Regions from separate parts of the Mus musculus genome. Here all the other regions are linked to region 4. A link is a contact called in public HiChIP or PLAC-seq, Micro-C and promoter capture Hi-C data. All regions are on one chromosome and are shown on one strand. The core of a region is the stretch at or near the end of the contact, and the rest is flanking DNA. Distances in the headings are between cores, read along the strand shown.

Region 1 (2,700 bases), core at 2-2,501, 610 kb before region 4:
TGTTCAAAGCCCTTAAGGAAACTTAAGTGTAGTTCTACTAAATGGGGGGTCACGGGGAGGTAGTATGGAGGGAGGACAGCATTTCTACTTTCCAGTCTATTTATGCCTAGAACCAGTAGGGGGAAATCCTGTCAAGCCAAATAACTTCTACAACTGTTTTCTCCAAGGACCCCCTGCCCCCCGAAATTAGACATTACAGATGGTTAAGAAATGTTGGTAGGTGAGGACTAAACAAAGACATACTTTTCCATGTACATTCCTTGTCTAGACATTTCTGTATCTATTAAAAAACCGATCCGAGCCCTTCAGGCGGTTCTATGTATGGTCTGGGTTTTAAAGCTTTCAATTCTAATTTCTACCGTTTTGCTAGTGGAAGAGAAGGCAAGAAAGTCGCAGGCGTTCCTGAAGGCCACGTGAACCTAACCAAATAGTGATTATTCTGGAGGGGAAGCCAATGGGGGAGAACCCCAAAGTCACTCAGGAACTTTGTGCCCTAGAGAAAGAAGGGTTTCCGATCTTTAAAGTATCTAACATAAGAAGGCCAAAACCCCAAAGGAAAGCGGCTATTTTTAAAAAACTGTTTTTAAAAACTGTTCACAGCAGTAAGCTTTTTTTTTTTTTCCTTTTCACACGTGAGGCTTTTTTTTTTTTTTTTTAAACCCCCAGATTGCTCAGTCACTCTGTCTACTCTAGGCATTCTCAATCGGGACAGGCGCTTCAAGGGCAGAAAACTCTTCATTTACAATACATGACCAACACGCACAGTGTATCTGTCACGTGAGAATGTGATGGGGACCACCGAGGGGTGGGCAATGCCTTCAAAGGCTCCTTGGGGCAATGCACACACCAGGGGCGGCAGGCAGAAACCTCGGAGGACACTGCGCGCCGCTACTCACAGCACAGTGTGTGAAAACGCACCCAGGGCGGTACCGTGGGACCGCAGGCGCCCGCCCGCCCTCGGCCGCACCAGCCAGCCTCCGCTTCGAGCTCCTGCCCCCTGTCACCCGCGCCACGAGGCCCGCTTGCCCTTCGCCGGGGGTGACTGCCCACACGCGGCCCCCGCTGGTCGCAGTTTCCTAGACAGCCGCGCGGCCCCTCTGCAGCCTCCGGAACGCGCGAGCGGGAGCGGGAGCGGGCAGCGAGAGCGCAGGCGCGGGCCCGGGAGAGCCGCCGTCCCGAAAGCGCGTGCGCGCGCGCTCGAGCGGGGTGGGCGGAGGGGCGGAGGGAGCGGCGGGGCCGCGAGGGGGCGGGGGGGTGGGGGGGCGGAGAGGGGAGCCCCGGGAGCGGGAGCGCGGGCCCGGCGCTGCAGAGCAGAGCGAATCCTGAGCTCCGGCAGCAGGTACGTGTTCTTGCAGCCGGCAGCCGCCGGGGCTTCCCCGGCTGTGGCCCGGGCGGGCGGGTGAGGGAGGCAAAGGTAGGGGCCGGATCGTGGTTTGCAGGGTGACTGCCCTGGAGGACTAGGATCCTGCAGCTGACCTTCATGTCCCGGGCTGGGGAGCCGGACGACCATCCTCTGGGGAGCACGGGGTCTTCAGATCCAGACTGGGGATCTGCTTGTCACATGCTTCTTATTTATTTTTGCAAACTGTCCTGGTTCGGGTCCAGCTGCGGATGCCTTCCCTCCTATTCTTTGCCTCTGTGTGCCATCTTGCATTTATTAATAAAACATGAAAGCTGGGGGTGCGGGAGGTTTGCTTCTAAGGGGAATCCCATTGCAGTATAGCAAGTGGACGCCTATTTTCGGTTTTCAGACGTGGTGTAGAGGTGGAAATCCCACACCCTAGGGGTTTGTGGCTTTGCTGGTCGTGACCACTTCCTAGTGGGCTTCCCCGGTTTGTCGCTAGGTGCCCCAGCGGCAGGATGGACGGTCTGGAAAGGATGGAGGGTTTCATGTCAGCCTGGCGTACTGTTCCGAGGACAGGTGCAGACAGTTCCCTGCTTGCTAACTTGCCAGGGAGGTTTAAACCCAGGAAAGAAATTCTTTCTAAATTGTTAATAGGAGGCCTTGAATTGAGCATCTGAGTCTTGCTTACTCAGACTCATCGCGGTTTTGCATCTGAAGCCGATTAAAGCTAGCCACCTGTTGGAAGTCAGACCCCATACTCCATTCTGTTTCATAGTCACCAATACTGAAATAATGAGGTCCGTAAGACCCCATTCTATCCTCTTTAAATGTGTTGCCTGCCAATTCTTTCTTTTGAAATAAATTCTCATTTTTTCCATTATATAGTTTAGACTGAAATATGATTTACTTATATTCCATATACATACATCACCATATTCTAAGCACTGGGTTTCTCTTCAGGGTATATTATCTATTTCCCTAGCTTTAACTTGGCTGTGAAGAAGAGTGGGGAAAGTGGACTGTATGTAACTGCTCCCTATGGCCCTCCCCCAGGAATAATATAGTGAAAAGAACAGAAAGAGCCGGAAGCACAAAATGAAAATGACTCGCAAGCTGTGGGGGTCCAGCAGCTGGACTGTGGTACCACATTAAACCAGGAGATGTACTTGTAGGGACCCAGTGCTGAGCTAAACGCCATTTGTGGCTCATTTCCTTGGGTCTTCACTGCAAGGCTGTCATCTCTGTGTTGGAGATGAAGAAGCTGGCACTTAAGGGGTTAACTGACTTACCCAAGGTCGCTCAGTCAGGAGCAGGGTAAAGATCCAGTTCATCTGCATCACACCCGATTGCAGATT
Region 2 (2,700 bases), core at 109-2,608, 510 kb before region 4:
GCATGGGTGGTGTAAAGAAGCAGTTGAGTTGTTATTGCATGGGTGATGTAAAGAAGCAGTTTAATTGAATAACTTGTAAGGAGACTCTTGATGTATAAGATGGTACAAATACTGTTGAATGGACTTCTATCATGGTCATTATTCCCATGGCTTTTGACTCTGATGGTCAAGATTAGCAGGTCAAGATTTGTTAACCCCCTCTACAGATGGGAAGACTGAGGTTTCCACAGGCTGCCCCTTACCTGGGTGCAGTTTCTGATGAAACAGAGCCCAGACTTCATTTCTATGTACTGAAAATAGGGTGTCCACACAAGGCACAGCTAGTCATGGTAGGTACCATTAGCTGCTGCATCAGACTTCAAGGATTGGAGCAGGGAGATGCTAAAGTGCTTGTTATGAATGCTTGAGGGTCCGAGTTCAGACTCCCAGCACCTGTATGAAGAGCTGTGTTTGCGGCGCATGCCTGTCCTCTCAGTGCTTGGGAAGTAGATTCCTAGCTAAACCAGTGAGCTGGATCCAGGTCCAGGGAGAGATGCTGTATCAGTAGAGAGAGTAGAGAGAGCTTGGGAAAGACATCCAACGCTGACCTCTGACCTCTGTATGCACTGCACCTAACACACACATATACATGTGTGAATGCATATTATATATGCACACAGAGAACTCCCAAGACTTAACACATAAAGAGTGTGTTTGTCATCCTTATAATTACCAGAGCAGGTTGCAGTGGACAGAGCCTAGGGAACTGTCTGTTTCACTGTCACTCTGGCCCCCAGGCTCCTTCCATTGTGTGGCTCCTCTGGGTCTTCTCCAGCCAGCAGTGCAGAAGAAAAGAGACTGGAAAACTGGCCACAAGCCTTTATTTGACAAGTCTGGAAGTGGTGATGTTGCTTCTGTCCTTATTTCATCAGCAAGTCTTACACAGTTCAAAGATATTAGATGTTGATACTAGTGGCCTGTGTTCCCCGAAGAGAAAGAGTCACTATGCAGTCACCTAACCCACAGAAATGAGGCTTGTGGGTCCATTACCCTTTCGTATAGTTGGAGGCACAGTTTCATTCCCCCAAATCCTCCCTGGTCGGTTTCCCCAAGGAAAAATAAGACTTTCCACCCAAGAGGCTCTCTGCATTTCCAAGGCAGAAGAGGTGGAAGGATACCGTACCCAGTGCCCAGGTGCAGGAGCTAGGGCAGGCTTTGTGGGTACAGGGGTACCAATGGAGTCCATCTCCTCATCCTAGCCTCACTCTGGACCTGGAGCTGAGAACCCTGAGGAAAGATCACAGTTTGTACAAATGGCTGCCCTTTGAGGCTGTGCCCAGAGCTCAGAGAGTGGGCCAAAGGGCAGGAATAACAGGAAGCATATTTTATTCTGCTTCAGCAGCCGCTCAGTCCAAAGAGTGCCTTCCTTCCCTGCAGACATCTTACGCCCCACCTTTTCGGCACAATGGCCTCTGTTACCTGGATTTTTTTCAAAATTTCCACCAAGGAAAGTAAAGTTGTTATTATTATTTTTAACATGGGAAGTGGTTTGTAAAACAGCTGATAGCTTTAGTGACAAGCCTATTTAGCTGATAAAATTAGCCATCAGAGAAATAACATATGTTATCCTTTGACTATAATTTAGATTTATGGCCATCTACCTGTCATCTCCATAGTGGATGGAAAGGGGCCAAGGTCAGTCTCAGCCTCACCCTGCTCCTAAATCATTAGTTTGCAACCGTCTCCTGATTTTTATTGTTACCAACAACGGTGAGAGTAGTGGAGATAAACACTGGACGCCATCCCAGCAGCAGATGGCTCTGAGGGTCGGGCAACCTGTGCAGACAGTACTGAAAGAACAGAGCCAAACTATTGCTACTGCATTAGATGCCATCGAGCCGCTGGCCACAGTGTGCATTGATCAGGTTGCAGCCCATGTGAGTTGGACTCTGTGGCCAACCCATTAAAGGCCGGGAAGGCTGGGTGTGGCCGCCTGAGCTGGGCCTGACTCGCTCCAGTAATGTACAGACTGGGGCTCTCCGTGGGCCCCTGCTGCTCAGGCTGGGCTATTAGATTAGAAATAGTTGCTTCCATTGTTTTCCTAGCTTAGGGATGGGCTTTTGTGTAATGTTTGCTAGGGGAAGATTTGCTTTACTCTGTCATCAGAGGCACTGTGAGCCTGCCTTTGTCAGAGGCCAGGCTTTTGTGAGCTCTGGAGATTGTGGGGGACTTGGTTTTTCTACTGATCGTTTCTTAGCAGGTTGACTGCGGGGGGGGGGGTGTCTAGGAGTTGGGGGGTGCACCTATCCTGCTTAGGAGTAACTAGTTTTGTATCCTTCCTGTCTTCCTTCTTTCCTTCCTCCCTCCCTCCTTTCCTTTTCTCTCTAGGAGTTTCTTGAACAGATCAGACTGGTGGGTTTCATTGGATCCTGAAGCTTGGGTGGGGGTGGGGAGGCAATGAACACCCCACACATGTGCTCTCCCACCGTGTGCACTCCCAGCGGAATGATTGGTTGCTTTTGTCCCATTCGTTGTTCTCCTCTGGGACTCCAGTTGTGCACGTCTGTCCTCACACCCATTCTCCCACTGCCTCTCCCTCTCCTCCACCCATAACTTGGAACTCTGTCTGTCTGTCTGTCTGCCCAGGCTGCTGTAACACCACCTTTGAAGCTCTTATCATAAAGCATGACTTTCATTCTCCATTGGAAAGTCATTAAGGGA
Region 3 (2,700 bases), core at 102-2,601, 550 kb before region 4:
AAGCTGTAGCAGGAGCTCAAGGAAGGGACATAGAGGCAGGAACTGAAACAGGGCCACAGAGAAATGCCACCAACTGGCTTGTTCTTAACTCACTCAGCCTGCTTTTTTGTTTGGTTTTGTTTTGTTTTGGAGGCAAGGTTTCTCAGTGTACCCCTGGCTGTCCTAGAACTAGCTCTGTAGACCAGGCTGGCCTTGATCTAGCAGAGAGACACCTGCTTCTGCCTCCCAAGGGCTAGGATTAAAGGCAGAACCATCTGTCCAGGGGTAGCACTACCCATAGTGGGCTGCCATTCGTTAATCAAGAAGATGCCCCTCCAAACTTGCCTACAGGCCAGGATAATGGAGGCATTTTCTCAAGGTGGCCCCAGCTTGGGTTAGGTTAACAAAACTACTAACAAGCACAATGACCCTTAAGAGTAAGTTTAAGAAGCTAGGCAGGGGGTCTCCATGAGGGCCAAGGAGTCTCTGCATCTCTTGAAACCTTAAATGCAGAGTTGTAGTTTTATGTCTATGGCGTGGGGGGGGGGGGTGTGTGTGGCAAATGGTTATTGTTTTTGTCAATTATTGGAGAGCTTTGCTCCGAGGAATCTTCTGAGCCACGGGGGGGGGGGGGGGGAGAAGCCCCCTGCAGGCCAGACAGGGGGCAAACGCCTGGTGCTCCAGGCTTCATCTTCATCTCCGTCGCCCCTACCTCTAGACTTCTAGACTCATTCCGACCTCCCCTCAGATCTTTTCTTTGGGAACTTAATGGACAACAATCCAAATGTGCAACTAACGAGGTCTTCTGTCCCGGACACTAGAGAAACCACCTTCATTGCCTGTGAAGAACCCTTTTAGGATAACTGGAGAGTCCCCACCATCCCCACAGGCTCACACCAGGAGGACAACGTTTCCTCTGAGTGCATAGTGGGTTGTAGGGAGAAAGAGGCTTGGCCCTGAAGGAGCAACGCAAGCCCGGCCCTGATTGGTCCATACTTCACCTTTAAGATGAGGCTGTTTCTTTGTCAAGCTTGGGACCACTACCTGACCTGATCTTGCCTGCCTGCCTTCCAGGCCACTCCTATGGCCTGACCTCCCATAAAAGAGCCTTTGGGGATTTGCCAAACTCCATTTTCATATTCTAGAATTTATTCTCTCAAACTGTTACCCCAAACAACTAAGAATATAAAACAGAAGCCGCACCGGCGCTCACCTGCTTTCCACCCCCGGACTCCTCTGAGGCCTCATGAGGGGTGCCGGAACTTCTCTGGAATACCACCTGCCAGCAGGCCCATCTGTTGGTATTCTCTATTTGGGCAGCCCAAGCCCTCCCCAGAGCTGCCCCTGGCTTTTGTAGCACATGTTGGGAAATAGGGGCACGTCTGCCCTCTGGTGGCAACTTCAGGAATAACACCACTCCGGGACTTTGATGGGCTGAGGCTGCCTGAAAGAAGTTATTTTCCAGTCTGTGTCCGGGCTTCAGCCCAGTCAGTTCTTTTATTAACCACGCAAACCGGGTTATAAAAACGGGAAACACCGTCTTCTTGGAGTATACCTTTCCGCGGAGAGGGAACACACACTCTCCTTGGAATGTCTGAGTCACTTGCATTTCACAAGGAGTGATCCAATTCTAAACCTGGGGCCAGGCAGGAACCTGCAGGTTCTGCCTCACCGCTGGTTCCCATTCCCACTAGGGAGCCCAGATGGAAGTTACTTTAGAGTTGTACAGCCCCGTCCCTGTCTCTCTTGTTAAAACATAGGCACAGGCAAGCCTCCTTCCTGGTGGCCCTGGTTACCTTCTCTGTCCTGCTCCCAAGCTTCTGTCACACCACATACACCCTCAGTTCATCCTCCATAATAGTTGTCACCTGCAAGAACACTCTTGAGCTGGGTTCTCCTGAAATGCAGGCCCAAATTCAGTGGGTGTTGGGGACGATTTAGCTTCCCTAACTCCAGGAGTGCTCACATCTGAAGAGGCAGAACCATGGTCCACACCTTGGAGTCACCTCACGAAGTTATAGACCATGGGCCTAACCCAGAAATGGTGGCTTCATAAGGGACCTGGGGTATGGCTTAAACCTTGGGACTTTCCAGCAATCTCTGGCCTGGATGCTGATCCCAACCCCCACTTCCAGGCTTCTCTGCCTGGAGTCATCTACCTACAGCAGGTATCTTCCTTTGTCTCTTAAGTCACTGCTGTGCTGTGGGGTCACTGGGAGAAAAGAGGTTCACCTCAGCTGTGGTACAAATACCATCTCCTTGTGCAGCTCGGGGACCAACATGAATTTCCTCCCAGGCTGAGAGCAGCTGGTGACTGAATGCCAAGCTCTGGGCAGGCACAGCTAAGCTGCCACAGCAGTAGAGTAGGATAGGTAGACTTGGCTTTGCAATGCTTTGGGATTTGGCAGGAGATGGGTCTTGTCATGGGGAGTGGTTGCCCCAGCAGCATCTGCCCAGGTGCTAGGTGATTAGTGAGCTCTGCCCACCATGCAAGAGAAACCCTTCCTCCCTAAGCCAGTTCCTGGCCCATGTCCTGGTGTCCTTTGGGCCTGAAGAGAATGTTGGTACTAACTAGGCAGGTCTGTGTGTTTCTTCCCGATACCTATGGGCACTGCCTTTAACTTTCTTGACCATCACTTCCTCCTTGAGATCTCCCCCGCCATTGCTAAAAGTCCTTCCCAGGGAGAGTGGACCTCTCCTAAGGTTCTAACTACAGAAGGA
Region 4 (2,700 bases), core at 198-2,697:
ACAAATGCAGCTCAAGGGAATGAAGAAAGAGGAAGGATGGGGCATTTGCTTAAGGGTTATGACGAACGAGAAGCAGTTCCTTGTAGAAACATTATTTCTGCTAGTTTTATGACATGGATCGTATCCAAATGATGGAAACCAAAGGAAAAAAGCCACATCACACTTTTTCCCACCAACATAATTTCCCACATGACATTTTAAAATGGCTCTTGTACTAAAGATATTTGGATGTCAATGGACATTCTCAAGTCATTTTGGTGTATTTGTTGTAAATCAATCTGCAAGCATCTTGCAGAAAGTCATGCTTAACAGGAAAAAAAATTTACCAATTCAAAGCACCTACATAGGACAGGGTGGGTTAGTGCTGTGCTTATTTTTCTATCTTAAATCAGAAATCTGCCACATTACCAGCAAGTGATCAGGCTAAGCAATCATCTCTTTGAGCCTCAAGTTTCCCATTTATAAACGTCCACAGCATCTATCTCACTCTTCTCCCATGTGATGTGGATGAAATAAATCTGTAAATTGCAGCCGGGAATTATTTTCTGTTCAGGAAGATGATTGTAGCAAATTGCTATTCCACAGACAATAACGCGACACACGTGAGAAATACAGTCCACCAGCAGCAGGAGGCAGCCCATGGGGTAGTGAGACCTCCTTAGAGGGAGCCTTTGGGACAGCAGCAGGTGCTGCTTGGGGAGCAATTTTCTGGCTGCTTTCTAACAAGCCCCAAACTCTCTGGAGTCAGTTACTGACTCTAACCTGCTTCTGTGTGCAGGACTGCAAATCTGAGCAGAGGGGAGTGCTAATAAAGTACAGAGGCAAGGACGCTGAGGTAGGAGGCTCTCAGGTGAGAGAGGCCTTCGGTTTGCACCTGAGGCCTCAAGTAAACATTTGTAAAATGGGAAGAAAAAAAATTTTTTTTTTTTTTTTTTTTTTTTTTACCTCCATGCTTCCCTGAGATAGCTAATGCCTGAATCTAGGTTCATGGAAAGTGTGGTAAAGCCCTGGAGGGAAAGATGCTGAAAGTGATTAACTGCCAAATGCAGGCAAGCAGCAGCTTCTGAGGACCCCTCACTCGTGCAGTAGGGACATTCCAGTAGGCTCGGCTACCCCCTAGAGACAGTCTTCTGCCCCGACCCTAACCCCGGCCCGGCCTGAGGTCTGTCCCAGTCCCACGACCCTCACTGCCCCGGGGCCAGCTCGACCCTCCCCACCCTGGCCCGGCCTCCTCAGTCCACCTCGCGGCTCCCCTCCCCCGGTCACACGCCCAGGTGAGGGAGGAGGTGGAAGGGTTTCCGCCGCCATCTTGTCCCCTCAGCCCCACAACACAGGTTGCCCGCGCCCCTCCTGGGCCCGTCCGGGTCGAGGCGACGCGCGCCCCTCGCGGACACTTACCCGGGAGGCTTAGCTTACTTTGGGGCGGCTCCCAGCGTCCCGGCGGGAAAGGGGCGGGGTGGGGCGGGGCGGCCGCGGAGGACCGGGCGGGGCGGATGGACGGCGCACCACGTGACGCCAGCCGAAGCCCAGCCACTCCCCCTAGGCCGTCCTGGGCCATTCGCGCAGGCGCAGCTAGGCTCACTTCTTGCGCGCTCAAGTAGAAAGGTAAGAGTTTCCTCTGTACCGACGAACGTCTTTTTCTTCAGTGCTGTTCTCTTTCTTGGACTGACGGTCTACCTCAGCTTTGTCCACACTGGCCCCTTTCTCGGATTCAGCTTTCTTCCGGCGTGTCTTACCACCACAGCCCACCGATTAAAGACCTCAAGAAATGTGTGTGACAATCTTTCACTAAAGCACCTGGGACTTAGCCAAGCGGAGCTTAGTCTCCACTTAAAGGCTTGTTTCAAATGTCGGTGCCAGGCTTGGAAGGATCCAACTACAAAAACCTAAAAGGTAGGCTTAAGCTATTTCAAAGACAACAATAAGTGCAAGATGATTATGTGTAGGTATTTAAACCACAGTTGTGAACTAAATGGAAAACAATCTATGCCCGTCACAGTACAATATCAAGGAGTATTTTCTGCAGCTTTTCGTCCAGATGACTCTGAGATTCTAACTTGGCTCACACTTCTTACAACAGGTGGGAAGCTAACGGGTCACTGACATCTGCCTCACCCTTAAGAGGGTAAGAGTTATGGAAGCAGGTGCACGCTGTATTAGAGGCTCCTTCTAGGTCCTTCCGCCTCTTGGTTTCTTAGAAAACCCATTCGTTCAGTTGTTTGACAAACAGTTATGAAGGACCTGCCACATTAGCTCTACTAGCTTGCTTAGAGTCATAAATGAACAAAATAGGTCCTCCCCCAAAAGAAATCCTGGAGGGAGGAAATGTTTGTTCTTGAGCTCGGAGGAAACACAAATAATAAAAATTGTAAGTTATATGATAAGCACTATTGGTAATAAAGTAAGTGGAGATAGGAAGAATTAGTGCAATATAAATGGCGGTCAGGGTCTTGTTTCTCTGGTTTACTATCTTCTCTTATTCTCATGAGCATTTAAACAACTTCAATCTCTTTCCACTTCAAATCTCCCAACCACCAGCCCTCACTTCAACATGTTTTCATTCCCCCTCATAGCCTGCCCTTTGTACTTTGCAATTTGCAAGATATCTCCACTACTTCAGTTCCTCTTCAGGTCTGGACTTACTGCAGTTTGGTTTCTTCCGATTCTTTTCTAAAGTCACTAGTGATTTCTTTACTGCAA
Region 5 (2,700 bases), core at 175-2,674, 730 kb before region 4:
AAGAACCATTTAAAAATCAGTTTGTCACCTTTCCCTCTTATGAGATGCTATAATTCAGGCGTCTATAGGCTCTATATTGAATTTCTAGTGTAGGCTGTTTAAAGAGAAGATGGGGTGTGGGGAGGTTTCAGAAGTGGAGATGAAGATACTGAGAGGGATAGGGAACCTAGAATTGGTGTGTACACACATAGTGTATTCAGTTTTTCTTTAACCATTCCCTTACTGCGTTCTTTAAATTCAAATACATGTGGGTTTCTAGTGCTGTTTTAATTAATGTCTCTAATGTTCTTAGGGTACTATTAGCACAGTTCCTCTTGTACACTCAAGGCCTCTATACACACCACTATCTGTAGATCTCATCAGAATCTCAGCAGAAGGAAAGCCTTTTCTTTCCTTGACTGAAATTCCTGTGCCAGTTTCATGTTTGGTTTGAATGTTATGTCTCCATGTACAGCCTCCCTACTTCATTCAGAAACAGTTGTTTTTTCTGAAGGTTGCCTTAGCTGAGGAAATGTTCAGAAGTCCTCCTCTTAAACATACTGACCCTTGGTGTTCATTCCCTAGTCGTCATAACATGTTCCCGCACCCCACCCCCACCCCAACCAGTGCCTGGTGAGAAGAGTGGAGCCACAGAGCAGTTTGGAAGTTCTAGAAGTAGGATTTAGGGCTCCTGGAGAGCCCAGAGCTGCTGGGGTTTTTTATTAACGGGAAGCATTGAAGTTTTCACACATTCCCAGTGTATCGTGGTGTTTTGGAGACTGTATGATGCGTCCATGTTTGCTACTTAAGTCTTAAGGTTTCCAGAGTAAAGTGGCTGCTGCTTGTTGAGGGCTTGTTCATGTTTTTTTGTGTTATCTTACATATTTTGCAGTAGGGTCTAGATTGTTTTCGGCTTTTGACCCTCCTGCCTCCAGCTTGCTAGATGCAAACATGCATCATCTTGTCCAGCTCAAAATGTTCTAATGGGTTATCACAGTGTAAAAGATCTAGAAGCCAAAACAAGAAGCACCAGGTCAGGCCAAGTAGCTGGGGACAAAGTGCCCCTCAGTCAGGAGACAACCTATTCAGTTGAAATGAAGCAGCCTCTACTGTTCTTTCATTTGTGGTTCGGGAATGTATGGTGTTGGGCTTCATCCCCTGTGATTCTGTATGTAGCCCTGCAGGGAAGAGCCAGCAGGAGCCAAAGAATAATGGCTCCTGTGTGAAAATATCTATCTGGTTTGGCATGTGCTTTCTGTAGCAATTAATAGTGCCAAAGAATGGCGAGTGCTATTTATGTCTACTCGCTTAAAACTTAAGACCTAACGAGTTAACCAGATTGACCAAATAGTGTTTGCAGCCGGCTTAAACGCCAGGCTGCCTCCGGTCCCTTCCGGGCGGAACTGTGCAGGCCGGTGCACCGCCGCAGCGGCGTGTCCAGTACCGGAAGCGGCCCACCGGAAGTGGCGCGCGCCTGCTCAGGGAGCTCGGGTTGTAGGTGGTGCGCCGGCCGCTCCGGTACCCCTGAGACTCTGTAGGGCCTTCGGGCCGGTAGGCGAGGAATGGAGCCGGCAGGCGGCGGTGGCGGCGTCTCCTCCTCCACAGATCCGCGAAGCACCTACGTGCTGAGTAACCTTGCGGAGGTGGTGGAGCGTGTGTTTACCTTCCTGCCGGCCAAAGCGCTGCTTCGGGTAGCCGGGTGAGGGCGAATGGGGCGGGAGGAGACCTTCGTCCCGGAGGGTGGCGGGGTCGCCTCTGCCGGGACCTCTGCCCGGGTTTCCTAGTGCTTAGCTGGCGCTGCGAGGCTGCTGACGGTGGGAACCGGCCGCCCGGCGGCAACCCTTTGTGCTTTTGCATCCCCAGAGTATGCCGCCTGTGGAGGGAGTGTGTACGCAGAGTGCTGCGGACCCATCGCAGCGTGACCTGGATCTCCGCGGGTGTGGCTGAAGCGGGCCACCTGGAGGGACATTGCTTGGTGCGCGTGGTAGCTGAGGCGCTTGAGGCAAGTATGGAGTTATGCGTTGGACAGTCACTTGCAGGACTGGTGGGCCATCTTGGAGAACTTTTTAAAAAATCAAGATTGTGATACATATCCTTGCTTTCGTTAACTCGGAGAACCTATGCTCGTATTCTGGCTTTTGTAGTAAACGTCAGGTTTTGTAGGGGCGTACTGCGGTTTAGTCATTATTAGATGTTGGGCAATTGAAGTATCCAGGTGTCCACTATTACAAGGCCGTACAGAGCCTTCCTTAACTTGCCTCAATTTTGCAATGAAGGTGTTGGGTATCGCTTGCCCAGGGTCTCACACTAGAACCGGAAGAACTAAAACTTCTACCTAAATACGTAAACCACATTCCTTTTCTCATTTTTGTCCCTGGATCCAGGAGAGTCAGTGTTCAGGGAGGTGAAGACAGATTATAGAGCTGATAGATAGTGAATCTCCAGTATCTCACTGAGTGGCAGGGGCCCTCGTGAGGAAATTGCCAATTTGATGCCCTATTATCGCTTAGTATGTATAATAGGCAAATAGGAATGTTCTACTTAACCACAATATAGTCTCCACATTGGGAAGTTATCATTGATGTATGTGTCGATTCTTTTGGTGTTGAGTTTGGTTTTCAACTTGATCCAGAAAGAGGGAACTCAAGTTAAGTGCCTGCCAAAGATTGACCCGTGGACAAATCTGTAGGCCACTCTCTTGATTAATGTTTGGTGTGGGAG

The links. Promoter capture Hi-C pulls out the DNA fragments that hold promoters and counts their contacts. Hi-C and Micro-C count contacts between places; a contact is called where the count stands out from the background. HiChIP or PLAC-seq counts read pairs in DNA pulled down with a chosen protein or histone mark.
Region 1: a Micro-C map of embryonic stem cells shows a contact between it and region 4, with 5 times the contacts expected there. The contact joins the promoter of Tmem266 here to the promoter of Scaper in region 4. A contact is called at or near these places in 3 of 39 promoter capture datasets (hippocampal neurons, liver and neural stem cells), 1 of 15 datasets of contacts at CTCF or cohesin (the NIH/3T3 cell line), 3 of 484 Hi-C or Micro-C datasets (the G1E-ER4 cell line, embryonic stem cells and olfactory sensory neurons), 2 of 115 datasets of contacts at active chromatin or transcription factors (astrocytes and embryonic stem cells) and 3 of 9 other capture datasets (embryonic stem cells, liver and pancreatic islet).
Region 2: a contact with region 4 is called in an H3K27ac HiChIP or PLAC-seq map of extraembryonic endoderm stem cells, with 9 times the contacts expected there. The contact joins the enhancer-like site here to the promoter of Scaper in region 4. A contact is called at or near these places in 2 of 39 promoter capture datasets (both in embryonic stem cells), 2 of 15 datasets of contacts at CTCF or cohesin (the NIH/3T3 cell line and large pre-B cells), 37 of 484 Hi-C or Micro-C datasets (the AtT-20 cell line, B cells, the C10 cell line and 24 more), 21 of 115 datasets of contacts at active chromatin or transcription factors (acute myeloid leukemia, astrocytes, bone marrow-derived macrophages and 12 more) and 5 of 9 other capture datasets (adipose tissue, embryonic stem cells, liver and 2 more).
Region 3: a contact with region 4 is called in an H3K4me3 HiChIP or PLAC-seq map of bone marrow-derived macrophages, with 4 times the contacts expected there. The contact joins the enhancer-like site here to the promoter of Scaper in region 4. A contact is called at or near these places in 1 of 39 promoter capture datasets (neural stem cells), 1 of 484 Hi-C or Micro-C datasets (embryonic stem cells), 4 of 115 datasets of contacts at active chromatin or transcription factors (the 230-238 cell line, bone marrow-derived macrophages, embryonic forebrain and 1 more) and 3 of 9 other capture datasets (adipose tissue, liver and macrophages).
Region 5: a contact with region 4 is called in a promoter capture Hi-C map of erythroid cells, with 8 times the contacts expected there. The contact joins the promoter of Fbxo22 here to the promoter of Scaper in region 4. A contact is called at or near these places in 2 of 39 promoter capture datasets (cranial neural crest and erythroid cells) and 1 of 115 datasets of contacts at active chromatin or transcription factors (the 230-238 cell line).

What each region holds. Positions count from the first base shown.
Region 1 is chr9:55,325,662-55,328,361 of GRCm38.p6, forward strand. It overlaps Tmem266 (transmembrane protein 266), which reads left to right and starts at 1,252. Exons shown (of 11, transcript NM_172923.4): 1 at 1,252-1,339.
Region 2 is chr9:55,422,308-55,425,007 of GRCm38.p6, forward strand. All of the region lies in intron 8 of Tmem266 (transmembrane protein 266), which reads left to right. Among named protein-coding and RNA genes, the nearest start is that of Etfa, 89 kb to the right of the region's middle. Within about 2 kb of position 1,359, at least 31 of the 459 cell types and tissues checked have an H3K27ac peak or open chromatin away from gene starts, as enhancers often do. A contact at or near this core is called in the AtT-20 cell line, adipose tissue, cerebellum and 1 more, where this site is marked.
Region 3 is chr9:55,391,135-55,393,834 of GRCm38.p6, forward strand. The region is part of intron 3 of Tmem266 (transmembrane protein 266); the gene reads left to right. Among named protein-coding and RNA genes, the nearest start is that of Tmem266, 66 kb to the left of the region's middle. Within about 2 kb of position 1,352, at least 14 of the 459 cell types and tissues checked have an H3K27ac peak or open chromatin away from gene starts, as enhancers often do. A contact at or near this core is called in bone marrow-derived macrophages and neural stem cells, where this site is marked.
Region 4 is chr9:55,936,672-55,939,371 of GRCm38.p6, forward strand. It overlaps Scaper (S phase cyclin A-associated protein in the ER), which reads right to left and starts at 1,448. Exons shown (of 33, transcript NM_001357652.1): 1 at 1,399-1,448.
Region 5 is chr9:55,207,511-55,210,210 of GRCm38.p6, forward strand. Fbxo22 (F-box protein 22) reads left to right here and starts at 1,425. Exons shown (of 7, transcript NM_028049.2): 1 at 1,425-1,678; 2 at 1,843-1,981. The coding sequence starts at 1,542. It overlaps Ube2q2 (ubiquitin-conjugating enzyme E2Q family member 2), which reads left to right. Exons shown (of 13, transcript NM_180600.3): 13 at 1-19.